7 separate regions of the Mus musculus genome follow, and all the other regions are linked to region 2. Evidence: chromatin contacts called from public HiChIP or PLAC-seq and promoter capture Hi-C data. All regions are on one chromosome and are shown on one strand. Each heading gives the region's core, a stretch centred on a gene start, on an enhancer-like site or on the middle of the called end of the contact. The rest is flanking DNA. Distances are from core to core; before and after follow the strand shown. Region 1 holds the start of Grb14 (growth factor receptor bound protein 14). Region 2 holds the start of Fign (fidgetin). Region 3 overlaps Grb14 (growth factor receptor bound protein 14). Region 4 overlaps Grb14 (growth factor receptor bound protein 14). Region 5 has its middle 64 kb from the start of Gm8541. Region 6 overlaps Gm8541 (predicted gene 8541). Region 7 has its middle 140 kb from the start of Grb14.

Evidence for each region. Promoter capture Hi-C pulls out the DNA fragments that hold promoters and counts their contacts. HiChIP or PLAC-seq counts read pairs in DNA pulled down with a chosen protein or histone mark.
Region 1: a contact with region 2 is called in a promoter capture Hi-C map of liver, with 4 times the contacts expected there. The contact joins the promoter of Grb14 here to the promoter of Fign in region 2. A contact is called at or near these places in 3 of 39 promoter capture datasets (hippocampal neurons and liver) and 3 of 115 datasets of contacts at active chromatin or transcription factors (embryonic stem cells, hepatocytes and stem cell-derived neural progenitor cells).
Region 3: a promoter capture Hi-C map of liver shows a contact between it and region 2, with 2.6 times the contacts expected there. The contact joins the enhancer-like site here to the promoter of Fign in region 2. A contact is called at or near these places in 2 of 39 promoter capture datasets (both in liver) and 4 of 115 datasets of contacts at active chromatin or transcription factors (the NIH/3T3 cell line, astrocytes, embryonic midbrain and 1 more).
Region 4: a contact with region 2 is called in an H3K27ac HiChIP or PLAC-seq map of neural progenitor cells, with 13 times the contacts expected there. The contact joins the enhancer-like site here to the promoter of Fign in region 2. A contact is called at or near these places in 7 of 39 promoter capture datasets (the 3T3-L1 cell line, frontonasal cranial neural crest, hippocampal neurons and 3 more), 1 of 484 Hi-C or Micro-C datasets (nephron progenitors), 15 of 115 datasets of contacts at active chromatin or transcription factors (astrocytes, cardiomyocytes, craniofacial prominence and 11 more) and 1 of 9 other capture datasets (embryonic stem cells).
Region 5: a contact with region 2 is called in a promoter capture Hi-C map of liver, with 3 times the contacts expected there. The contact joins the enhancer-like site here to the promoter of Fign in region 2. A contact is called at or near these places in 11 of 39 promoter capture datasets (the C10 cell line, cranial neural crest, embryonic stem cells and 5 more), 12 of 484 Hi-C or Micro-C datasets (the N1E-115 cell line, cardiomyocytes, cerebellar granule neurons and 9 more), 15 of 115 datasets of contacts at active chromatin or transcription factors (astrocytes, craniofacial prominence, embryonic basal ganglia and 10 more) and 1 of 9 other capture datasets (embryonic stem cells).
Region 6: a contact with region 2 is called in an H3K27ac HiChIP or PLAC-seq map of embryonic stem cells, with 4 times the contacts expected there. The contact joins the enhancer-like site here to the promoter of Fign in region 2. A contact is called at or near these places in 2 of 39 promoter capture datasets (embryonic stem cells and liver) and 6 of 115 datasets of contacts at active chromatin or transcription factors (embryonic hindbrain, embryonic midbrain, embryonic stem cells and 1 more).
Region 7: an H3K4me3 HiChIP or PLAC-seq map of forebrain shows a contact between it and region 2, with 7 times the contacts expected there. The contact joins the enhancer-like site here to the promoter of Fign in region 2. A contact is called at or near these places in 8 of 39 promoter capture datasets (the 3T3-L1 cell line, cranial neural crest, embryonic stem cells and 4 more) and 12 of 115 datasets of contacts at active chromatin or transcription factors (cardiomyocytes, craniofacial prominence, embryonic basal ganglia and 8 more).

The regions. Positions count from the first base shown.
Region 1 is chr2:65,021,349-65,024,632 of GRCm38.p6, reverse strand. Grb14 (growth factor receptor bound protein 14) reads left to right here and starts at 1,867. Exons shown (of 14, transcript NM_016719.1): 1 at 1,867-2,173. The coding sequence starts at 1,989.
Region 2 is chr2:64,096,292-64,099,696 of GRCm38.p6, reverse strand. Fign (fidgetin) reads left to right here and starts at 1,659. Exons shown (of 4, transcript NM_001267846.1): 1 at 1,659-1,855; 2 at 2,633-2,802.
Region 3 is chr2:64,963,946-64,967,577 of GRCm38.p6, reverse strand. All of the region lies in intron 2 of Grb14 (growth factor receptor bound protein 14), which reads left to right. Among named protein-coding and RNA genes, the nearest start is that of Grb14, 57 kb to the left of the region's middle. Within about 2 kb of position 1,882, at least 22 of the 459 cell types and tissues checked have an H3K27ac peak or open chromatin away from gene starts, as enhancers often do. A contact at or near this core is called in liver, where this site is marked.
Region 4 is chr2:64,913,524-64,917,184 of GRCm38.p6, reverse strand. It overlaps Grb14 (growth factor receptor bound protein 14), which reads left to right. Exons shown (of 14, transcript NM_016719.1): 11 at 78-150; 12 at 269-356; 13 at 2,376-2,469. Among named protein-coding and RNA genes, the nearest start is that of Grb14, 110 kb to the left of the region's middle. Within about 2 kb of position 1,579, at least 36 of the 459 cell types and tissues checked have an H3K27ac peak or open chromatin away from gene starts, as enhancers often do. A contact at or near this core is called in neural progenitor cells and oligodendrocyte precursor cells, where this site is marked.
Region 5 is chr2:63,509,250-63,512,719 of GRCm38.p6, reverse strand. No RefSeq gene overlaps it. Among named protein-coding and RNA genes, the nearest start is that of Gm8541, 64 kb to the left of the region's middle. Within about 2 kb of position 1,724, at least 3 of the 459 cell types and tissues checked have an H3K27ac peak or open chromatin away from gene starts, as enhancers often do. A contact at or near this core is called in hepatocytes and liver, where this site is marked.
Region 6 is chr2:63,547,320-63,550,675 of GRCm38.p6, reverse strand. It overlaps Gm8541 (predicted gene 8541), which reads left to right. Exons shown (of 6, transcript NR_152174.1): 4 at 2,326-2,389. Among named protein-coding and RNA genes, the nearest start is that of Gm8541, 26 kb to the left of the region's middle. Within about 2 kb of position 1,960, at least 4 of the 459 cell types and tissues checked have an H3K27ac peak or open chromatin away from gene starts, as enhancers often do. A contact at or near this core is called in embryonic stem cells, where this site is marked.
Region 7 is chr2:64,885,424-64,888,754 of GRCm38.p6, reverse strand. It overlaps the pseudogene Gm13578. Among named protein-coding and RNA genes, the nearest start is that of Grb14, 140 kb to the left of the region's middle. Within about 2 kb of position 1,519, at least 18 of the 459 cell types and tissues checked have an H3K27ac peak or open chromatin away from gene starts, as enhancers often do. A contact at or near this core is called in craniofacial prominence, embryonic basal ganglia and forebrain, where this site is marked.

The DNA of each region.
Region 1 (3,284 bases), core at 618-3,117, 920 kb before region 2:
ATACCTCCTAACAGTGCCACTTTCTATGGGCCAAGCATATTCAAACCACCACTCAGTGCTTTGCCATTAAATGCATTTAAAGCCCACATGTATAGTGATAAGCTTTAGCTAAGACCATTAGTATTAGCTTTATCCCCCAGGGAAGCCACTCTTTTGTTCTGGGTTGGCCACTGCCTTTTATAAGGACTCCTGGAAGCCACAGCTTCCACACAGTCATGGACATTCATGCTGTTTTAATTCTTAATTTAGACTTTAGGAAGATGAAGAAGTTGATTATTACCTATTTTGTGACTCAAGTGTTCTCAGTTCGTGGAGTGGTTATAACCAGGAAGCATGCCAATTTTAACCCCAGTTGTCATCAGAGTTTGGGGCTGACATTCTGATAGGGGATATACTCAAGCAGGACAACAAGGATGGCTCACTTTTTCAGGAGGGATGTTTATCTTGCCATGGACAGAAGAAGTGGAGGTTGACTTAGGGAAACAGGTGCCAGGACCAGATGATATCTAAGTTGGTCAGAGAACAAAGAGTGTGTAAACTCTCTGAAAGTCCTCCACGGTGCACAGGATGTAGGATACTTCATGAAAAGCAGGGACAGAAGTCCGGATTTCAGGGTATGGTTGCTGCATCCTGGAAGAACACAATGCCTCTACTGTTTCATTGCCTAGGTTGACATGGAAGCTTATGGGATGAATCCTGAGTGCATCTGTTAACTAAGAGCTAAGCAGGGCCTTGCCCTGGGTTGCTTGGGGACCCTAATATTCTTATGTATAAAATGAGGCAAGTAGTAGATTCATGGAATAGTTAGGAGAGCAAGGCAGAATGTGGAAAATATGAGAAAGATGCTCTCATTAAAAAAAGAAAAGAACTGGGCAGTGGTGGCACAGGCCTTTAATCCCAGCACTTGGGAGGCAGAGGCAGAGGCAGGCAGATTTCTGAGTTCGAGGCCATCCTGGTCTACAGGGTGAGTTCCAGGCCAGACAGGGCTACACAGAGAAACCCTGGTCTCCAAAAACCAAAAAAAAAAAAAAATTAATTAATAACTAAGTAAAAATATAAAAAATAAATAAAAAGAAAAGAAAAGAAAGAAAGAAGGAAAGAAGGAAAGAAGGAAAGAAGGAAAGAAGGAAAGAAGGAAAGAAGGAAAGAAGGAAAGAAAGAAAGAAAGAAAGAAAGAAAGAAAGAAAGAAAGAAAGAAAGAAAGAACGAACACAAGGAAAAAACTCTATTAATAATCCCAGGCACCTTGAGATTCATTCAGGTTTTACTGAGAATTCTCACCAGTTCAAAGGAGTTTTTCTAAGACAGCAACCCTGATTTTTCCTCACTTTACTCCATCTCTTGCCACGGAGGAAAAGGAAAGGGGTGGTGGGGGAGGGAGCGCGGGGTGGGGGGCGGGACTGGAGAATACATTGCCCTAAGATTTCCTCCTGGTTTGCCAGTACTGTGGGTCTGTCTTGATGATCAAGCCACAGCTTAGGTGATCTCCCGTGGCCCTACTGGCACGGAAGGGTCTAAGGACCAGTTCTGCCTGGACCCAGGCAGATTGGAGGTCGGTCCTCCTAGCCCAGAGTGGCACTCGGCCCGCGGGACTTTCAGCCTTGTGCTGGGTCACCCACTTGGGAAAGCGGCGGTGGGACTTAGGGAGCCTGAGGTCGAGGTCCCCACGCTTCAGGAGAGTGACACCAGCGCCCCCGAGTGCCCGGGCTACGCGCAGGGCCCGCCAGGCTGGCGCTCCATCCTCCCCGCCCCCCAGCACCGCTCTTCCCGGTCCCCACCCTCTACGTCCCCACCCTCCTCCTCCGCCCCCGCCCCTCCCCCGCTCCCCGCCCCACCGCGTCCCAGCCGCCCTGGCCGTGAGCGCAGGCGGCCCTGCCACCGCACCTGCAAGGCGCTCGCTGCCTGCAACCGCTCGGCTCTGCTCGCCCCCAGCCCTTCGTAGCTTTCGCCTCGCGGTCGATGACTCCCTAGACCCCTGGCCTACGACCATGACCACGTCCCTGCAAGACGGGCAGAGCGCCGCGGGCCGGGCAGGCGCCCAGGATTCGCCGCTGGCAGTGCAGGTGTGCCGCGTTGCCCAGGGCAAGGGAGACGCCCAGGACCCGGCGCAGGTCCCCGGACTGCACGCGCTGTCCCCCGCCTCCGATGCGACCCTCCGCGGTGCCATAGACAGGTAGGCAGCTTCGTGGTGGTGTCCGGGTCAGCAATCCGCTCTTGGGGTATGGAGGCGGCCCAGGGGTGAGTGTGTGCCCAGAGCCGGACCAAGTTTGGAAAGTGTCTGAAGACAATTCCCTTGGAGCCAGATCCCGCGGGGTCAGGAGGGCACCACGATCTCCAGGTGCCCTGTTATAAATAGCATCACGGGGTGGTGGAGAGCGGTCTGTCTCACCTTTGCCCTTTGGGGTGAACCAGAAGGCTTCACTCCAGACTGACCACATTCAGCTGCTGGGTGGCCCTTTTCCTATTACACTATAGGCTTCAAAAATCCAAGCTTGAATGTGTTCACCTCCCACGTAGATAGAGTCTTCCAAGGACCCGGGAGAGGCAGAGCAGGGGTTGACATTTGAGCCGTCTTTATGTTCCACAGGAAAGGGCAGCGGCTTTCCAAGGTTTCTCATCTCCACAGCAATGAGCATTAAGTGCCTTTGGAGTTGTCATACTTAGGAAAGAAAAAGGCGAGAAGAGCTTAAGAATCCGTGGCTTTTTGCAGTCGCACATCTAAATACCACTCCTGCTTCTTTGTCAGGATTTGCAAAGCGCTCTGACTTCAGTCAAGTTAAAATAACTCCCCAGTGGCCTAGCGTTACATTCCTGCTAACACATTCTATTGACTTACCTTCCCAGAAGGACTGCCTTGGTGTTCTGTATCTATAAGCACTTGAAAAATTAGCAGACTGTGTGTGGGCAACATTGTGAATGAAATTCGAAGTGAGATGAACCACATCTATATTTAATAAATCATAACTTCCAGCAGTGATGAGTAAAAAAAAAATCCTGGGGATGAGTTTACTGGATGTAACTTACAGATTTTGTCAATTTAATAGGAGCCAGGAAATGGCACACTCCCCTGGGTAATGTTTGCATAAATCATGATGTAGCCTGTGTTGGTGTTCAGGAAAGCCCTAAGTACAGGAAATGGAGTGTCAATGCCTCCCAAGGCTTTTCTTCTTCTTCTTTTCTTTTTCTGTGAGATGGGGTGGGGGAGGTGGTATAGAATTATTTGTGGTAATTGGCATATTTTATTTTTGACCCATGGGCACGACATCCTTGCTCTTTCCTGTACA
Region 2 (3,405 bases), core at 410-2,909:
AAGAAATGAATTTCTAAGTATATGTTTGGCCTTTTATGAGAGCTGGAGTTTTGTCTATTAAAGCTCCAGCCTAGAAGCTAGCAGACATACGGACAGACATGCGGACAGTGAGGAAGGACATTCTTCCTAAACAAGTGTATTTTCTGCTCCAACCTTCAAAGTAACATTTTCAGCTAGATGGCCTCCTGGTCGAATACATAATTTGCCTCTTGCATTCTCAGCTTAGTTGAAATATAGAGGACTGGACATCCAGCAGGCCAAAGTATAAACTCACCATTTATCTATTAAAGTCATATTTAATGAAAATGAAGAGAAATTATTGCCCAACTCTCTCTTTCTCTCATTACAATTCCTTAAGAACTTTGCCGGGCACATTATCTCGTAGACATCATGATCAAATGTTATTGTTTGCTTTATTATCTCAGTTGGATGGTTGGCTAGTCTAGGATGAAATAGGTTGAAGGCAATCCTCTCAGCCCAGAAGTCTGAATGAGGTTCCCATTCAAATGATCCTGATTGTTTGGGGGTGGGGCGGGGTGATTAGTAAACCAACTGAGCTTACACTGCATAGTAAGCGTCTGGATGCAGCACATTTACATCTAACAAGAGACCCCAGAAAACGTGTGTGTGTTTCTTAAACCTTATGTTGCGAACAAAAGGCTATCTCAGCCACAGACAATCAGCACGGCACTGCTCCCTGGGATGCGAGCCACACACTCAACTGCACATTTCATTCTTCCTCAGCTCCCAGCACCACAAAGCCCCGACTCTCTTCCTTCTCCTGGGTCCCCAGATTGCTCCATAGCGGGGGGCTGGGAAAGCTGAAGCCCCAGGTCTCTGCCTGCGCACCAACAGCCCTCACCGTGGGCCCCCGGGCGCTGCTCTCCCCTGCCCGAGCCGCCTGGGGGAGGTAGGGAGGGGAGCCGGGGGAGCTTGAGAGGGGACCGCACACCTAGATACTTAGGGTTTTTATTTATTCCCGGGGAGGTGGAGGCGGTGAAGTGGGTTCAAGCTGATCTGCCTCCCCAACTTGCCTCTCCCTAGCAGATAAAGTCATTTTCGGACTGGTGCGGGGAGCCTCGGGGATAGGGGACGTCCCGGCTCCACGTCCCGGTCCCCGTCCCGTGCGCGCAGCAGCAGGGAGGGCTGGCCAGGCTACGGTGGTGACCGGAGGACCGGGGAGGGGCCCTCAGGGACGCGCGATCGCGCGTGGACAGCGGGGCTCGCTTCCCCCGGGGGCGTCGCTCCCCGCGCGCGGGCTGGGCCGGGCTCCGCGTCCCCGCGCGCCGGCATGACCTCGGGGCCCCCTCCGGGCCGCGGGAGCGCAGCTGTGAGGCTGGGCGGCCGCCGAGGCCCGGGCCGTGTAACATGACCCGGCGGCCGGCCATTGCGCCCTCCCTGTCCGCCCGCGGCCGGGCGCCGCTCGCCGCCTCCCGCCTCCGCTCCCCCTGCAGTCCCGGCCCGCGCCGCCGCTCCCTCCCGGGGCTCCCGGCCCGCCGCGCTCCAACGCCCGCCTCTCGCCACTGCCTCCCGACGCCCGGCCGCGCGGCCGCCTGCGTCTCTTTCTCCCTCTCTCCTTTGAAAACTGATCTTTGGCTCTTAGTGTGAAAGTGATTTGAATTTGGCTCGGCGGCGCTCTGCGCCTGCGCTCAGCCTCTGGCATGCTGGCTCCTTCCAAGCAGCTGTTTTGGGTTTGAAATTCCAACATGGCAGAGGCTGCAGTCCGTCTTCCCTTCAAAAACTTGGAATGATTTCAAATCATAGGCACCTTCACTTAACCCTAGCTTCCATTCATCAGCAAACACATCGGATCGATGCTACGCTAACCTATCGGGAGCTCGCTCTGCGCGTCCAGGTAAGGAGAGCTTCGTAGTTTTTTACCATCTGTTTAAATTTTTTGTTTTTGTTTTATTTTTAAAGAATATAGATAGATCCAAGACCTGTAGTGAGAAGAGGTCTCAGAGTTGTGCCGTAAACAGTAAATTTAATTTGCATTCGTTTCTATTTTGTACGCCAACCTGCTGTCTAATTTCTCTGTACAAAGTAGCCCTGAAACATTATGATGCATATTTCTGCAGCTTAATCGTTATAACAATAGTATGGGATTAAGAGTTCGTGACTGCAAGAATCTCGCTTTTCGCGATATTGGGCTTACTCACTACTATCTTTTTACCTCAAAAAATAAAAAAAATAAAATAAGAAAGCGGAGCCATAGGGTGGGGCTAGACTTTCTTCGGGAACTAACTTCTAAGTAAATAAGAAGTGTAAATAAGAATCTTGCACACACACAAAAAGTTGAGGTTAAATTACAATCTCGTGGCTGGGGGATCGAGAAAAATGTCAGAGGATCGGTTGCAGAAAACTGTAAGCACATCATGCGGGAGGGGGTACAGCGTGGTGGGCGTATTGTTGGCAAGGAACGGGAGAGAAAGATGTATAATTTAATGGTATATACAATCCACTGATCCTATTACCGTCCTCCCCGGAGCTCTTGTTAGTTTCAATGGGAGTGAGTGAAATTGACATGGACTTGTATTCCCGGTCATGTGCTTTTTTTCCTTTCTTTCTTCTCCTGTGATCTGAGATCCCCTTTTTGTTGATGTTGCTTTCCCCCTTAATTATATGCATGTAGGTTAAATGAATACCTGACGAAAGGGCCCACGTTTCAAGGCAGTGACATTTGATAGCTGAGAGGAAAAGTGGCTTTAATGAAAAGCAACCTTTGGAATTCCTGCTTGTGAGAAATCCAATTCAGCTTTTTGTGCTACCAGCAAGAAATGATCAGTAGCACCAGTGTTTATGGTATGTCAGTTTTGGAATTTACTTCCTTTGCATTTAAATAGGGAAGACAAATTAAATAGCATGATAAAAACCATTGGAGGCTGCTTGGGAACCAGATGCTCATGATGTCCAATTCTTTTTAAACATGTCTATGTCTGTTTATTTTAATCTGTCACTGTGCTTTTTTTTTTTTTTTTGTATTTGCTTTCACTTCTTTATGCATTTCAGTTTTTATTAATATGTTATTTGCGGACACTTTCATTGGCTTTAGCTCTAATCTTGAAGTTGCATGTTTCTATTAATGCTCTCAACAGGGGTGAAGTCAAATGGTATGTAAATTAGTTAAACTCGGGGTGGGATTTTTGTTGTTGTTGTTGTTTTGGGGTGGGGGTTAGGTGGATGGAGAGGGTGGGAGTGTGGGGCAAAGACTGCTAAGTAATGAAAGTGTTTATACATATATCCATATATATGTACACACACAGGACTGGATGGAATTTTCTTTTTCTCCCAACCCCAACCTTTTAATGGAATTTGACTGTTTGCTCCCTTGATTGCACTTTATGGAGTATTCGGTTCTTCTGTGTGGATTTTCCGCCGTTTGGGTGAGTGGGTGATGGCGTATCT
Region 3 (3,632 bases), core at 633-3,132, 870 kb before region 2:
AACATTATTGTTTTTCTTTATTCTTCTTAGAGTTTTATCCCTTAGGGTGAAAAGCCACAGTCCCAGGACTTTTCATTATTTTTATCCAGCTCTAACTTGTGGCTTTTGGCAAGATGGAAGACTTTCTGCCATCCTCATAGACCAGTAGAAATCAAAGGAAGAAAAGAAAAAAAAAATCAAAGGAGCTGTGATCTGCTTAGCACTGAGTCCAGACTCTTTTTAATCTTTGTAAGAACCTCCCAAGGCTGCTGGTCAAACCCATTTTGGGCGAGGAAGATTGGTTGGAGAAAGGCCATCCTCAAAGCTCCTGCTAATAAATGGCAGAGTGCAGGGTTGTAGGCTAGGCCTGTCTTCTCAGAAAGAAAACTTTCGTAGAACAATGGGAGCTCACGTGCTGCATGCCCCAGCTGAGGAATACATACCACATGGCCAAGCTCCTCAAAACAGCCTGGGCACACATACTATACATCCCTGCTCTGCACAGCATTCTGGATAGACACTGTGCAGCCTGCTTTATGGAACATCCTGTGTGTGGCCCTGTTCCACAGTGCAGCCTGGGCACAGACTGCATGGCCTGCTCTACAGAACAGCTGTGTTACTTTCTTCTCTTACCTGTATGCTTCACGTGGAACAATTCTCACCTCTTTTGCCAATCTACTTTTACCCGCTGACTTGGCGTTCCTTGCCGTGTCCTCAGCCTTACTTCTAAGTCAGTGACTAAGCTAACCTGAGAATATACTGGGGCTATAAGGATATCTTAGGACCTACTCACCATAGATGATTTTCCTTTAGAATTCACAATATGATTACTATGCAACATACAACACTGAGTGCTGTTAGCTCTTCATACATTTTAAAGTATGAGAAGTTGAAGATTTAGAAGATGTTCTCCTGAAGTTCCCCACCAGTCTGACCCAGATCAGATTCCAGTATTCTCAGCACTGTAGACACCTGGGCTGTAACTCCATGGGAACAGGCACCGAGCCTCACGTTATTTTGTAAACCACAATGCCTGGTCCATGCCTGGCACACAAGGCTGATTAAAAATAGCTGGAGTGATGGCCAGTCTCAGACTCCTGCTCGGGACTGTCTGAAGGGCTGGCTTTCTTGGCGGCGCCCCAGTCGCCTGAGCCAGAATTTAAAAATAATAATCTCTTGTTGGCAAAGAAAGAAGTAGGGCTTTTGGTAATTTCAGATGCTACTTCCCTCTGAAAATGTAAAGATTTCCACCCTGGTAAAGTATTAAAAATGTTCAGCCTTCAGACAGTCCCCCCCCCCAAAAAAAAGACATTAAAATAGTATTTGGTAATCATAACATTTTCAGAAAGTTACTAAAGCCCCATGACCTGTCCTGTGTCTCTGTACTTTGGAAAATATCGACAGGAGTTTCTGAAATTAAATTAACTCTAGCAGCCAAATTAATTTTTGAAGAGAAATTTTGATATCAGTATTCTAAATCACAGGATCTGAGAAATATTTTCTCTTTCTCTAACACACATGTATATTTATGCCTGTATATATGTTCACAGGATATTTTCTCAATGTTAATATAGAAGCAACTAATCTTAAACGTCCAACTGTTCAGAAATTTAAAAAATCTACTTTGATACAAGATTATAAATATATCAAGAAGGAACTTCATGCAATTAACAGTCTTTTGGTTTCTGTCAGTATACATATTTGCTTTTTTGTTTTACATTTATTTATTTACTATCTATGTGTGTTCGGGGTAGTGTGGACATCTTTGAGGAGGTGAGAGAATAACTTGTGGAAGTCAGTTTCCTTCTTCCTCTCTTTGGCACCCACTGTATGTCCCCACAGGATTCATTTAAAGATGCAGCCTTGGCAGCAAGCTGAGCCATTGCCCCAGACAGAAAAATCTATCTGGGGTCTGTATTAGTACCAACTCAGAATAAAGCCTCCCTCTGCTGGCTGTTTCTATAGTTGCATGCTTTGTAACATTCAGAAAACAATGAAAACGCAAGCAACTCTTTGGCATTCAAAAACTAGGTGCTTTGTGACATACATCTCATTTATATATTCTGGTGTGATGCTTAGCTTGCTAATCTTTTAAAAGAACGTGTCATGAAGCAGTCGCAGCTTAAAGAGGCATGGACACTGGACTAGCAGTGGGGGAGGAGTTCAGACAGTGTCTAGGTGGAGCCAATACAGGTTCCATGGTTCTGCCAGGGAGCAGGTGCCTGAACAAGTCACTTCTTCCCTCGCCTTGGCTTTCTTCTTTCTGAGATTAGGACCTTTGTCAATTGTTCAGCCTGAATTCTGCTAACTTTTATTATCTTATTATTCTGACAACATTGTGTGTGTGTGTGTGTGCTTTGAATAGGAATATGCACGCTATGGGTTTCACACAGATACATGGGAACGTTTAAAGGAAACAGAATTACAGCCTGGATATAAATTGGTTGTCCTCTAGAACTGTCACAGTATGGGAATGTTAGGATTTGGAAAGTTATTTTTTTCAGAGGTGTGACTTAAAGTCTATAGAGTAATACGTAAACATCACAGGGAGACTGTACATAGCATATACCATTGGCTGTTTGGCACTATATATCACATGATAATGTCATTCAACACACCTCTCATTAAACTCCAACAGACCTTTAATGGTAAAATTCATTTGAGTTTCTGAGACATTAAATTATGGGGAAAAAATTTTAAAGATCAATGAAGACAAATAGTTCCTAACAGTGCATGCGTGGGTGGATGCTGTTTGTCTCCATAAGAGTGTTGCAGCTGGATGCACCATGTCTGCATCCTTTTGTCTGTCTCCTCATCTCTACACTCTTTCCCCTCCTCCCCTCTCCTTTTGTCCTTCTTTCTCACTGTGTGAACTGATTTGAACTTTTTCACTTACACATGTATAGTGGTTATTCTGAGAATAAATGGTTACTTAAAAACTGAAAGGAGACATCAGGATAACATTGTGCCCAACCTAAGCTTAACCAGTGGTTTTCTGCCTTAAGTGTGGTTAAGTGTTTGTTAGCATCTGAGAAGGTTTGTATCATGTAAAGAGGAGTTAACCCTACATGACTACATGTATCTTAAAACACTGACTATTCAGAGACAGGTCTTGGATGACGTCATTGGGAAATTAGCAAGGGATTTTTGACTTGACTCTGTATAATGTACATTGGATTCAAATGCACAGAAATGTGTGTGTGTGTGCACGTGTGCACATATGTGCATGTGCACATAAGTATGTGGGGGTAGCTTAGAATGGAAGCTTATACCTATGTGTGTCCACATATGCACATGTGCACATATGTATATGGGCATAACTTTGGATGGAAGCCTATATATGAGGCAGATTTGCATATGTGGCAATGTGGAATCTCTTTCCAGGTCAACTTTAGGACATGTCCACTAGTGAGACTATAAGGGGCTACTTTTGTCCAGGAATGCAAACTTATTTGAAACATCCCAAATCTTTTCCTATTGCATTCTGGCCCTAGTATGCAGAACTAGACCCCTGGCTACTCAGGTTCTTGAGTCTTGATTTGTTTGCTTTGACCAGGCACTTTTTTAAATGGGATATTTTCTTTATTTACATTTCAAATGTTATTCCCTTTCCCAGTTTTCCCCGATCCTGGAAACCCTCTATCCCATCCTCC
Region 4 (3,661 bases), core at 330-2,829, 820 kb before region 2:
ATTTATCTCAAATGTTCATGGTTTGAGTCATTTTATCCGAGAAGTTGAGTTTTACTTTTGTTCCTTTTCTTGCTCAGAAAAAAGGCTGTTTACGCCTGGGGAATCACGGAAGCCCCAGTGCCCCCTCCCAGAGCTCTGCTGTGAACATGGGTATGTTTGCTCTCTGTCAGATTGATGTTCCTTTAGATACGGTCACATGGGATGGGACAGGGATTGCATGCAGTGAAATCAGGATCACGACAGACAAACCTTTGTCTTCTTCCCCCAGCTCTCCATCGGTCCCAACCATGGTTTCACCACAGAATTTCCAGAGATGAGGCTCAGCGGCTGATCATTCGGCAGGGGCCTGTGGATGGGTAAGTCTGAGTGGTCATGTTTGGATTTTTTTCTATGTATGCATGATAATTATTTAACACATGCTATGAAATTATGACTGTGCCTTGTCACAAAGCAGAAGAACTTTTGTTACATAAGCGTGGTTGTCACTGCATTCTATTGGTGTTTAATATTTGTGCACAAATGTCCAAATAACAGGATACTTTATCCTTGACCAGTTAGCATTAATATTCACTTTATTTGTGTGGATTCTATCATCTCAGACTCTAATGTATGAGTGGGGGTAGCCTAGTCTGATTGAGATGTCAACATTTTGGTTTGCACATACAATAGATATGCTCCCAAATGTATTTCATAGCATGATGTTGTCCTGAATTGGTTTTCTTGGATATGATGCAAATACCTTAGTTGAAAAGCTTTTTCCTATATATTTTGAATTCTTGCCTGGTTTATTTTTCTCTTAATATCTGTATTGCCATTTTGTTAAAATAGTAATAGCTATAAAATTACTTGTTGGTGATATCTCTCATTGTTTTTATTGTGTATTATGGAGTATAAGAGAGGAGGATAGAATGACTTATGGAGCAGTTAAATCAGAAGGCTTTTCCATTTTATTGAGTATATTTCATCCACTCTGTATAATTCTAGCCAGATTTTTTTCTTAACTGCAGAGCAAATGAGGGGATTGTGTTGATGTTTAAAGAGGGGAGAAAGCAGGATCCATTTAAACAATGGTGATGGGATCTTGTATCTGCAAAGATTGCCTTAAGGTGTTGACAACATTGAGCTGTTTAATGCTGATGTTACGATAAAGATGCACATTTGCTCATTTCACTAGACTCTAAGAAGAGCTGTGACTATGACTCTCTACATGAAGCACACCTTTTGTGGTTATAAATTTAACAAACTGTAGTCTCACAGAGACCAAGAGAAAAAAGTATTTACATAATAGAGGATTACAATTTCCTTAATTTCAGAGTCCAGTATTTATAGAAATAAAGAAAGTAATCGAAGAAAGAATAACATACTAGTATGGTTTTTAAAAAAAATGTTCCCCCTTTTTATTTCTTTGGATAGACGTGATGGTGCCAAGTAGCCCACTAGGTGGTAGTGCTGATCTTCTTGGGAAGGGAAGAGAATTGTAGCTTTCTTTACCACTGAAATGCCCTTTTGTCCTGTCCTCCAGTGATGTAATCTCTGAGCCTCACACAGAACGCATGAAATGGATGCTTTGCTCAGACATTGGCTGCCTCTTTGCCCAGGCACAGTGAGATTAGTATTGGAGTCAGCATAGGGACATTTACACAGTGTGCTTGCCAATAATTAATACAAAACGGGTTTTGCGCAGCACTGCCAGTAAATACGAATCCCTGCCTGGTAGAATTTTTTCCTAGGCCATTAGGCCACATCTTGCTTGTCTAGCCTGACATTATAAAGGTTTTCTGCTGGACTCTTCAAGGTTAAAGTGCATGTTGTTCGGGTATTTCTTTTACTTAAAACATTGTTACCTAAACATTTCACAAACAATTTCAAGATTAATTTGTTAGAATATATTCATTTCTTACTAATGAGTCTAATAGTGGTAAAAACAAGAGGATCCACTGCAGAAGAAGGGAAAACCCTATTTAATTCCAAATAATTTCCTCCTTTCCGGGGCCTGTCATGCCCTGTCAGTCAAAATAGCAATGTCCATTCTTTGTGATGGATGGTTATGAGAGAGTGCCTAGTTTCTCAGTGAGCAAAGGACATGACAGTAATTATTGATGCCACTTTACCATTATATTGGCAGTTGTGAGCACACAACCTCACCAAAGGTTTGTGTATTTACCCTGCTATATCCATTAGTATAATGATAGTTTTACAGCATAAGTTTATTACCTGTTGTTTGCCAAGTTGGAGAGTCTTACCCACTGACCACCTGGTAAAGGAGGCCCCGGCTATAGCATTTATAGTATGCTTCCCTGCATTTCTACACCAAAGTATTTCTATGAAAGCTGAGTGTACAGAGAAACATAATGAAATGCCTTTTCTTTCTTTAGAGTTTTCTTGGTACGGGATAGTCAGAGTAACCCCAGAACTTTTGTACTGTCAATGAGTCATGGACAAAAGATAAAACACTATCAAATTATACCCGTAAGTAATTGTGACTTCAGGTTCTTGTAATGGAGATGCTCTGAATGCATTTGCTTTGGGAGCCTTGGGTTTCCTTTTGTGCCTTTTATTCAATATAATTTGGGTGCTTTGACTGAAGTTAAGTTTGGCAGAAATGGTTTTATGAGCCTGAATTAATATAAGGAATACAGGAATTGTAAAAAAAATTAAATTTCCCCCTTTTCCACAAAATGTGATTTAGCGATATTGTATAGACCTCATGCCACCTATTGTTAAAAGGCCACTAAGAAGTCCTTCCATGAATGTCACTAACAAATTTTTTAAAAAGCAGTGCTTGAAAATCACCTTTGCCTCCGTCCTCCTCTCAAAAATCCATGCTTTTGTTGATGTTTCCTGCTAACTTCATTTTAACCAGATGAAATCACAGGCGCTGTTTCTCTTGCATTGCTGCTGCATGCCTGTGCGTGTGTGTGTGTGTGTGTGTGTGTGTAGGGTGCATACTAGTAGCTCATGGAGTAGCAGAGATTTGTTTTGTAAGACTGCTGGAATGCTGGCGATTCTTCTTGAGATGCCCTTTTTCTGGATTTTTCCAATAGTTGTCTGAAGTGTTGTTCCCCCCCCCCCCCCCCCGCCCCGATCCTTTGATTTTTTTTTTAATTATATGATCAGCAACTCCAGCAAATATGAAGTGATTCATGCCAAAAAGCCTGAGGAAAAAAAATAAAATTTAAAAATAATTTAAAATGAGAAAAGAATATTAAGCAAAACCATGGTAGGTTTCTGCTTAGTAAAGAGTACAGAATCCTCTCCAAGAACAGGCAATAGTTGTGCTATCCTAACTCTACAGAACAGTGGCAGAATTCAGAAGGAAACAGACTGCATGGGGCTGGAGAGATGGCTCAGTGGTTAAGAGTGCTGACTGCCCTGCTAGAGGTTCTGGGTTCAATTCCCAGTAACCACATGGTGGCCCACAACCATCTGTAACGGATTTGATGCCCTCTTTGGGTGTGTTTGAAGAAAGCAACAGCATAGTCATATAAAATAAATAAATAGTTCAGAGCTGAGATGGAAGGAAGGACCATCCAGAGACTGCCCCACCCGGGGATCCATCCCATAAACAACCACCAAACCCAGACACTATTGAATATGCCAGCAAGACTTTGCTGATAGGACCCTGATATAGCTATCTCTTGTGAGGCTATGCCAGTGCCTG
Region 5 (3,470 bases), core at 475-2,974, 590 kb after region 2:
ACTTAGAATGCCATGCTGTTCCCTTCCTTCATAAACATTCTGTCAGTGTTTAGCAGAAGGCATATGTTTGTCGATTTGAAGTGCATTAGTTTTAAGGGGAAGCTGTTTGACATATCACAGAACTGGAGCTAGCCAGTAGACCCCCTAACTACATAGCACACTATGCCTAATTATAAAAGATGAAGGTTTTGAAATTTGCATAATTGCAACTATTCGTAGGGGTCGGTAACATATTTGCATTATCTACTTATGTGCCACACCAACTCTTTTAAGCACCACTTTACAAGTCTGCTAAGTCAGATGTTTGTAGGTGTCAGAACATTGTCACCTACAGTGCTGGTGATGCCTTTTCCTGCCCATATCTCAGGGACCTGATGGCTTTCTAAAATCAATTTCTAGGTCTCGGTACTACTCTCCATTCCAAGTTTTTGAAAATAAGCAGCTTTTCTATCCACAGCTCTATGTAAAAATAGGAATGACATGTACTTCCAAATCAAGTTCCATATTCATTTATGCTTTTTATAAATAAATTATTTCATTTTATATAGTTCAGAATAATTAATATGCATAAGGGTGACATTAACACAGTAAAGGTACAGAGAGACAATGAGACAGTCAAGAATAACTGTATTTACTTTGTAAGCTAACAGAAATCCTGTATCTTAGAGAAATGAATCATTTTCATACCTACTACAATTTTAATGCCTAAATAGCATGTGAAATAATTAAATTAGTAAATGAAAAGGCAGGTAACTTAATCACTGTAGAGCATTTGCTAATAAAAATAATGGTGTTAATAGCTACCATTAATTTGGTAGCTTCCATGTTCAAGGTCCAAGCACATTACATATATTACTGGTAATTCTCATTAAAACATGGTAAGGTGGATAATTTACCATTATTTCATTAAAAGAACCTAGAGCCCAGAGAAATTTGATCAGTTGCCCAAGAGTTTATAGAAATTAAGCCTGGAGTTAAACCTACTTTTTCTGATTATGTTCTATAGTTTTCCCATACTTCCTTCCACCCCCAAAATTACAACTATATTTTATGAAAAACGTCTTCCTTGGTAGAACCTTTAAAATCTAGTTAATATGATAGATCATTGCTTTGGCATTTCTTTGCTGGTAGAGATTAGTTGTCCTCAAAATAGTATCAAATGCATTTCATTTATTTCTTCACTCAACTAGTACTGCCTCTCTGCTCTGAGCAATATGCTGTTATAGCCATAGTGGGGATATCAATTAGGAAGTGAGCAGAATCCAAGAGCCTAATAATAAAACACTGAACATCATTACAGTTGTTGTAAAGAACATCATAAAAATGAGTAAACAAAGGAAAACCAAACAGGGATTTAAGGAGAGAGGTCGGAGGACACATGACTGAATTCAGTGTTCTGACTTCTGGTATATCACTAAAATGTATGTACTATAATAGAATGAACTACACTTACCTAGTGCATCACGGGCTCTGCTGCCTTTCCTCTTCTCTCCAAGCAGAAGCCCATACAGCATTACCACTGCAGCACCCGAGAGCATTTTGAGTGTACTACTTTGCCATTAGGAAGTCCACAAGAGAGAACTTCTCTGTTCTAGTTTTCACAATGATATGTGCCATGGCTGGACTGCCTAGTGTTCACTAGGTATAAATATGTAGGGAAGTAATTCGGAAAGGAGAGATGAAGGGGGGAAAACAGAAGACAAGAACAGAGAAGGGCACTCTACTCTCACAATGACTCATGCTTTGTAAGGGAATTCTGGAGAGTCAGATGGTCCATTTGTTTTTCTAAACACGTGTAACTGAAAGATAATTTATTGAACCATATTGCCACATTCAGAAAGTAAATAGCATTTTTTCCACAAATTAAACAAGACAAGATGATAATTTCTTCTAATTTATATTACTAGAAATTTGTTCGTCAAGCCCAGTGGTCAAAATTGTCTTGGGACGTGGGGTTGGATTAGTTAGCTGCTGGGAAGTGCACAAGGTCATTGACTTTGGACTTACAGGAAGTCACAGGCCTCTTCTTCCTGGTTTCTTTCAGTTTCTACTCTCCAGAGCAAACACCCAAGCTGTGTTTTCTGCAACTTGGTTTCTCAACATTTTCCAGTAAACAAGGGTGCAGATGAACCTCTGGTCAATTATGAACCGCTTTTAATTGTATAAAACATTTCAACCTAGAGAGAAAATAAGTACGTAAGATCTCTTCTTACCTAAAGATAGTCTGGATCATGAAGAGTGATAAAACCTTATGCTTTGATTCCTCAGAGTAAGGCAAAAAACAAAAACAAAAACAAACAAAAAAAACAAAACAAAACAAAAAATACCAACAACAACCACCCAAACAAGAGCAAACCTAACGTGTGTGTTCATGGGTATACACGTATTCTTGACTACCTGTCATAGAGTCACCCTTGGTGCATGGGTTTGCGTGATTGAGTCTTTCTAGCTGCAGATTTCCATTTTCCTCCTGTTTGTCTCTTCCCATATACATAGCATTATGACTGGCCCACTTCATCCTTGCTTTCTTTGGGAGTGGTCTTGGTCTCTAAGACATCACTTCCACAATCTCCTTGGATTCAGAGAACAGTTCATTAGGGCTGATCTCTTTCAGTCCCCTTTCTTTCTTCCCTTTCTGCACCTTGGGCTCTGGGCCTTTTTATTCCTCAGGTCTGCTATAGGTTAAGTCTAAGCACTTACATTCCCTTGCTTTTAACTCAGCCAGCACTGGCATCTGTATTCAGTCACCCTCCCTGTGAATAAATAAATTCAGATACCAGCCTCCAAAATCTCAGGTCTGGCTGGACAAACAGCTTGAGATGCAGCTCCTGTCACAGTTTCCTCTCACCTTGGAACAAAAAATCTCAATGGCACTGAGATGCAGCTGATTGTATCTTTAGTTCCCCGGTGTATAGGTTTGCCAGACTCTTAGAGGGCTACCATGTACCCTACAAACAATTAGCATTCAATAAAAGGCAAGTTATGCATCCAAGGGGCAAATTAAGGCAGAAAAAAAGTCTATGTCTGTGCATGGGGCAGCTAGGGGCTTCTGCAAGGAAGTTTGTGCTCTTTAAATGTTTTAGTCTGTCAGGAGACAGCTATAGTCTAGCCAGTTTGCGTTGCCTGGTAAGCAATTTGCATTGTTGAAAATTTTTGGTTATCCCTCTAAATATCCATGCTTATTACAGCAAATAAATAATTTTGCATAAAATAGGCTCCTTTGAAATTTCCCCAACATCACAGTTCTGTAAAAGCAAATAGAGCTGGCACTTGGGCACATTTCCTTTCATTTTCTTACAAGAGGCTTAAATAGAGTTAAGCTATTTATCTTCTAAGTTCACAGGCCATGAACACCCTGTAAATGTAAGTCTCTCCGTTAATAAGGTGGTCAGCTTTACACTTGTTTATCTGTTTTTGAATATAATATTTTATTCATTCTTTGAGAATATCACACAATTTATTTTTATTAT
Region 6 (3,356 bases), core at 711-3,210, 550 kb after region 2:
TCAGATCACCTGAGCAGCAATTAATTTGTTCACACCATCTGTCCTATTCTTTCAACTAATGTGCATCTCAGATGTGTTTTGTGAACAAAGATGCTACTATATAGTGTCACTTATAATATAGTGATGAATCATATTGGCCAGGTAATAAAGCACATAGACTTAGAAAAAAAAAGAAAAGATTAGCTCAAGCCCAAGGAAATTCAATTTATTCTGACTAGAGCTCCTTTCAATCTATTAAAGTTAGAAATTGAAATAGGTAATCCTCAATCAATCATCGACCTAATTTTAGAAGATAGCTATTTTTTTCCACATATGAAGAACAGACTAGTTAATTTTGAGAAAGTGTCTTGTTATATGTGTTTCCTGGTTGATCTCAAGCACATATGGGTTCTACTGATCTTACTGCCTCAGCTCAGCCCCCAAGGACCTGCGGCTATGCCAGTGCACCCAGTGAAACCTTAACAGAATCAGATTATACTTCCCTCTACCCTTCCTTTTCTTTTCTTCTCTTCTTTTCTCTTCTCTTCTCTTCTCTTCTCTTCTCTTCTCTTCTCTTCTCTTCTCTCCTCTCCTCTCCCTCTCCCTCTCTCTTCTTTTCTCTTCTCTTCTCTTCTCTTCTCTTCTCTTCTCTTCTCTTCTCTTCTCTCCTCTCCTCCTCTTTTCTTTTCTTTTCTTTTTTCTACTTGTACAATGAGATCCTTTATTCCAGGCAGGCATAATTATGTGATTTGCTTCCTGGTTACCTTTGGGCCAACCTGTCCTCCTTTTCTATGTGCATTGTGGTTTGCCTGACAGAATGGTTCAGGCATTTTGCTTTCTATTGTCATATTCTCTTGTGTCAAGAATATGGCTCAATCTGACCAATTAGAAAAATCTAGCTTAGTGAGAATCTTGTCCAGAGCCCTGTGAAATAAGGCTTGCTTTTGTTAAAAGAATGGATTAATGTAACAGTTTCATATATAACACACTTTTCCCAACCTGGATAGGACTTGTGTGGACTGCAGTTGTAGCAGCTATGTGTGCTAAAAACAAACAAACAAAAACTTAACAGGTGTAAATCATGCAAAGTTACTAATGTGAAAATATACATGATTCCAGGTTCCTGTCAATGCTATTTATCTTATGAACTCAGGTTGGGGAAGTCTGATTATATATGTACCACTAGTAACCAATGCTAAGGACTGGTTAAGTGTGAACAATGTTCCAATTCAAAGTATCATCACCTTGCCAAACTGCAAAACATTTGGCAAGAGCAACTTAAGGACAGAAAGGTTAATTTCTACTTTGTTTGATGGTGGTGGCTTTTGTGATAGAAAGTTTATTAGCAATAGCATAGGCTTTCTGGTCACATTGTTTCTGATGTAAGCAAGCAGAGAGAAGTGAACACTGGTGTTTAGAGAAATTTTAGCTTTCTATTAAAAAAAATAATCACACTATTTTAAGCTATAAAAGTCAAGGGTATGTATTATACTAGACATTTTATAACATTTTATGACAGTTGACTCGAGCTAACTCATGAGCAAATTCTAAATGTTTACCCTGTAGTTAATTTTGTTTCAATATTATTGATTTATGTATATGAGTGTTTTGTCTACATGTATGTCTGTACATCATAGGCTTGTAATGTCTATGGAGGCAGAAGAGGCTTTTAGATCCTCCAGAATGTGAGTTATAGGTGGTCATGTGCTGCCCTGTGGGTGCTGGAAATCAAGCTCAGGTCCTCTGGAAGAGCAGTCAGTGCTCTTAAGTACTAAATCATTTCCACTAGCCACATCCTACTCTGTCAGAAAGTCCCCTACCTGCCAATGTTCAAGTTAAGAGTAACTTATTCCCTGTTCTTCAGAATACAACATTTTTGCTGATCAAAAGGCTACTTTTCTCCAGACTCTATCTAGTCTACTCCCTTTATTCTCTAATTCAGTCCTCATTCAGTACCTCTGTTAGAAACCTGTTGTGGATAGCTCTGGGGTTAATTATATTTGATGCTAATTCTGTTCTCCTGTGAGGGGTTGAGAACAAGGAATGAGTCAGCACTCAGTTGATTTCTTTCAAATCAGCTTCCCACCTTCATTTGTAAAATAAAGGAGAGCTGATGATTGGGTAGTTAAAGGGAAGGTGGAGCAGAAGGTGGGGAGAGAGAAGAAGGAGAAAATGGAAGAGGAGGAGGAGGAGGAAGAAGAAAAGCAGAGCAGAAGCACATGCCTGGAGAAACCACAAGTTCTAAGGGGTCTCAGAGATGTGGAAGATGGTAGTGTGGCGGTAGATCTGCCCAATCTAGTCACACAGCATGTATTCATATTAACTGTGTTTTGTTTTCATTGCCAGGGCATATTTTGATCGGAGATTTACTGCAACAGAAACCGCTGTTGGAAATGAAGATACAGCTATGGTAAGATAAGATGAAAATCAGTGAATGAATGTGTTAGAAATTCTTTTTTAATTTTCACTGTGAATATGTTTGCTTTTCAGGTAAATATTTTTACATGTAAAAACATTTTTTCTTTCAACTTTACACTTTCATATTTTCTTAGTTACTTTTCTATTGCTCCAAAGAGATAGCATGGCCAAAGCAACTTACAAAAGAAAGCATTTCATTTGGGTCTCAAAGTTTCAGAGGGTATTAGCTTCTGTGACCAGGGTGGGAAGAATATAGCAGCAGACAGGAAGGCATGATTCCGGAGTAGTAGTTGAGGGCTTATATCTGATTTGCAAGCATGAGAGACAGAGACAGACAGAGACAGAGACCAGGGACAAGCTTTTGAAATCTCAAAGTCTACTCCAAGTGGCTTACCCCCTTTAACAAGGCCATACTCCTAACCCTTCTCACATATTTGAGGACCAAACATTCAAATATTTGTGTTTAAGGGGGCATTTTCATTCATATTGAAACACACACACACACACACACACACACACACACACACACCACACACACACAAGTTTTTCCACAATTTTTTGGAAACAAAATTTGATATTACAACATGATTTTTCAGAGACATTTCTACCAAATCAACCACTTCCTTTTCCACCTCTGAAACCCTATTTGTCCTCTTGGCTAATCTCTTATGTTACCACTTGAGAGCAGAGGCGACTGACTGTTTCAGTACACATAAAGAGTCTGGTTCAGCTTGAGTCCCTTCTTCTGGCTAGTCCAGATTGCTGATGCTTTCCTATTGCGACATTTGGATAGGTAGTGTATCTTGTTTCTTTCCATCACCCATTCTCATGACCTATTGACAGTAACTGTAGTGTCTCAGCTGTAACATTGTCTGAGTAACTGTGGCATAAATGATCTATAAATGTAAGATTAAACATTGTGACCTAAAGAAAGTGGATGGAAAATTATTCCACCTATT
Region 7 (3,331 bases), core at 270-2,769, 790 kb before region 2:
GATGGTCTGCCTATGCAAATATTTAGCTCCTTCCTTTTAATTTTAAATTTGTGTCTTACTATTACTGAATTTGCTTTGCTAGTATTGCTGAAATTGTTTGTATTACCACAAGAGAGTATATAAGATTTACTCATGTTTGGGCTTAAAAAAAATCTTTTATCGGAAAGGTGATTTGTAAATATTTTCACCCCATCTGTGTATTTTCATTCTTTCTATGGTAGGTATCTTTTGAGCAGAAATTCTTAGCTAGGAGAGGTTTCAATTCAATTTTATCTTTCACGGATCCCTAACTCAATTACAAATGATCTTCCATTTTGTTGGTTTTTTTTGGGGGGGGGTGGTGTCTGATAGGTTTTCATTTTGCCTATAGATTTGTGATCTGTTCTGATTAGGGATATTCAATTGCACTATGAATTGCTATGTTATGAAATCCTATTTTGTTTGCTTTTTCTGAATTTCCTTTGCATCTGACCCCCTAGTTCTACTTCTCATTCATGGGCAGATCTATTTCTAGAGTTTTCTCCAGTCTGTTTTGTTATTGGATCTGCTTATTTTTAAAACCAGGTCTAACTTGAAATAAAACATTATTTTTGAGGCAATCTGTTGAGCTCTGCTCCATCATCTCTTCCCAACTCTTCATGTGGCTCAACCAGAGAATTCAGTATGACATTGTCTTTTCACTGGTTAGACAAATGAAATTAGTCAATGATTGCAACTACATTATAGGATCTTTCTACCTTTTCCTAGTTCTGAGTTTTCACTTTCCCCGGTTTGTATTTGTTCTGAGAGGTATGTGAGTGCATCACGAAGGTCCCTTTATGAACTGTTCTTCGCTGAGTGCAAAGCTACATAGATCAGTACACTCTATCATCAGGAAGTGGTAGGGAAAACAGGCTACCAGCAAAGAAACCAAACACTAATCAATGCTCTCCAAAGGAATCTTGCTAATAAGTGTGTCAATTTTCAAATGATGCCCAGTTTTTCTCTCTCCTTTGCTGGATACACAGAGGGAAATGTTCACTTTTGCCTCAGACATGACATCAGGGGTTCTCAAAAGCGGCAGCAGGTCACAAATCCCAGGGCAAGATCCAGTTGAGCCTGCTTGAGAGCCGAGCTTTCTCAGGCAGGATTCTACTCGTAAATCCCAGCTGTCAAACTGATTGACAGAGACAGCTCCGACAAGGAAAGAACTAGCCTAAGGGAGGAGTCCAGAGAGAGTGTGCTTTGCAAACTAGAAGGCTGGAAAGTGGTTATCAGCCCTTTAATAGGTCTAAGCTGATTGGCGAGCTCCTTGTTGGTTCTAATGAGGCTATTTTTATACTGATAACTATATTATTCCCAGCAATTGTCATGGTTACACAGACAAAAGGAGATGAGGAATGGTAAACTTTCTGAATAAAGGAGATGGCACGAATTGGAATCATTTAATCCCTTATTCTAACAACAAAAGCAAGCCCTGTCTGTGCTTAGCTAACAAACTCTGGTTTGTGCCTGGGCTCTACCCCTCTGCTGACATCAGTCTCCTCATCTTTACAAATGAAAGCATAGACAAAGTCAATGCTCTCCTAGGTCTCCTTTATGTTGAAGCTTCCATGATTCTGTGATTGTTCAATCTATTTCTTAATCTTGAAGATTTTCCATCTACTTTATGTGAAAAGGGAACAAAGACAGCTGTACTCGGAAATTCTGAAATCCTGTACTATTGAGTTGCAAGCTTGATTTCAAGACAGGCAAAGAGGATGATGTTTAAGCTGAAGAGATTAGTATTAATTTGGATTTTTAATTGGTGTTTTGAGGGAGATGGTCTACCCTGTTGTTGGGTCCCCCAGTGGCTCTGCCCCCAACACTAGCAAGTGAAGGCAGGCATATCCTAAGAGCTCGCTGACCAGCCAGCCACTTAGAAATAGCAAACTTCTATTTCAGTGAGGGATCCTATATCAAAGCAGTAAAGTGGCAAGCCATACAGGAAGTCACTCAATGCACATCGCTGCCATCTAACCATAAGCATTCATATCTTCACATTCACATACATGCCCCACATACATGTAACACACATCCCCCAAATGAAACAACATCAAGAAATAAAACTCTTAAGTCTCAGGGAACTAAAATGCATATCCTAAAAGCTTTTGATCTGGATTTTGAATTTTCGGGAATCTGGTAATCCATACCTGAGCCACTTCCTTTCCACCAGAGATGGCAGGAGACTTCATCAGTCTGCCCATGCAAGTCATTGAGGAAGTTTTCCAGAGGACCTTTGGCATCTGTGCAAGTGTCTCTCACCATTTGTGGACCTGTGTGGCTTTTCAATGTTCCCACACTTGTCCCAGCATCTGACAGCCGAGTGACTGGCACATCACTCAGAAGTGATGGAATTACTCTGAAAGGAAAGGGAAGGACAGTTTAGTAGTAGAAACTGCATTATTTGGGGGAATATTCCTTAGAGAAATTTGGGGTTGAGTCAGCCTTAGTAGATACAACCTGGACAAGTGGGCCGAATGCAAACCAGCGGTTAGAACTGAGTAGAAGATCTGTAGGCAACAGATGAGCAAAGCATTAAGGCAAAGATAGTGTTTTATTTTTTTAAAGAGGTTCAGGCACTTGCCTATTTTATGCCATGTTTGACAATGGGGCGATGGGGTAGGAGTAGATCGTTTAAGCTGGTTCAAAGCCCTTTTGCGTTTACACTGCTTGAACAATCTCTCTGTGTTTCATTACTTGCCAGTAAGTTATCTCTTTGTTTCTGAGTTCCAGTTTTATGAATTCTATTGTACTGACGAGAGCGCAGAGAAACCATGTAATGACAGAGAGAAGCACTCACTGGGGGAAAGAAAAAAAAACACTTTGAAGCTGTAGGGCACCCAGGCTGCATCTGGGCACAATGCCAGCTCCTCTGCAGCTGAAAAACTTGCCACAGAAACAGCTGGCGATAGCTACAACTCACCTGCAATAAAGGCAACGGATACAGGACCACTCAGCACTGTAATCAATGATTTAATAATTGTGTCAATGAAACAGATTATTCAATTGGCTCAGGGGCATGGGAGTCTCCTCTGTTGTAATGTACAGGCTTCAGAATAGTCTATCCTTTCCCACTAGACCCTTGGGTTTCCCTCCAGTACTTTTATTTTAAGACCCTCTGGTAACAACTTTTATACGAAAATATATTGGGACATCCTATGGTCCCTAGACCAGTGTTTATTGACATTTATGGAAGTGCTAGAATTTTTCCCCACTCTGTCCTGGTTTGTGGAATCTCTCCCTAGTCACAGTATTATCCTCTTGGGGGCCAGAGTGCATCTTCTCTGTAAAGGAGAAGGCACTGTTTTCT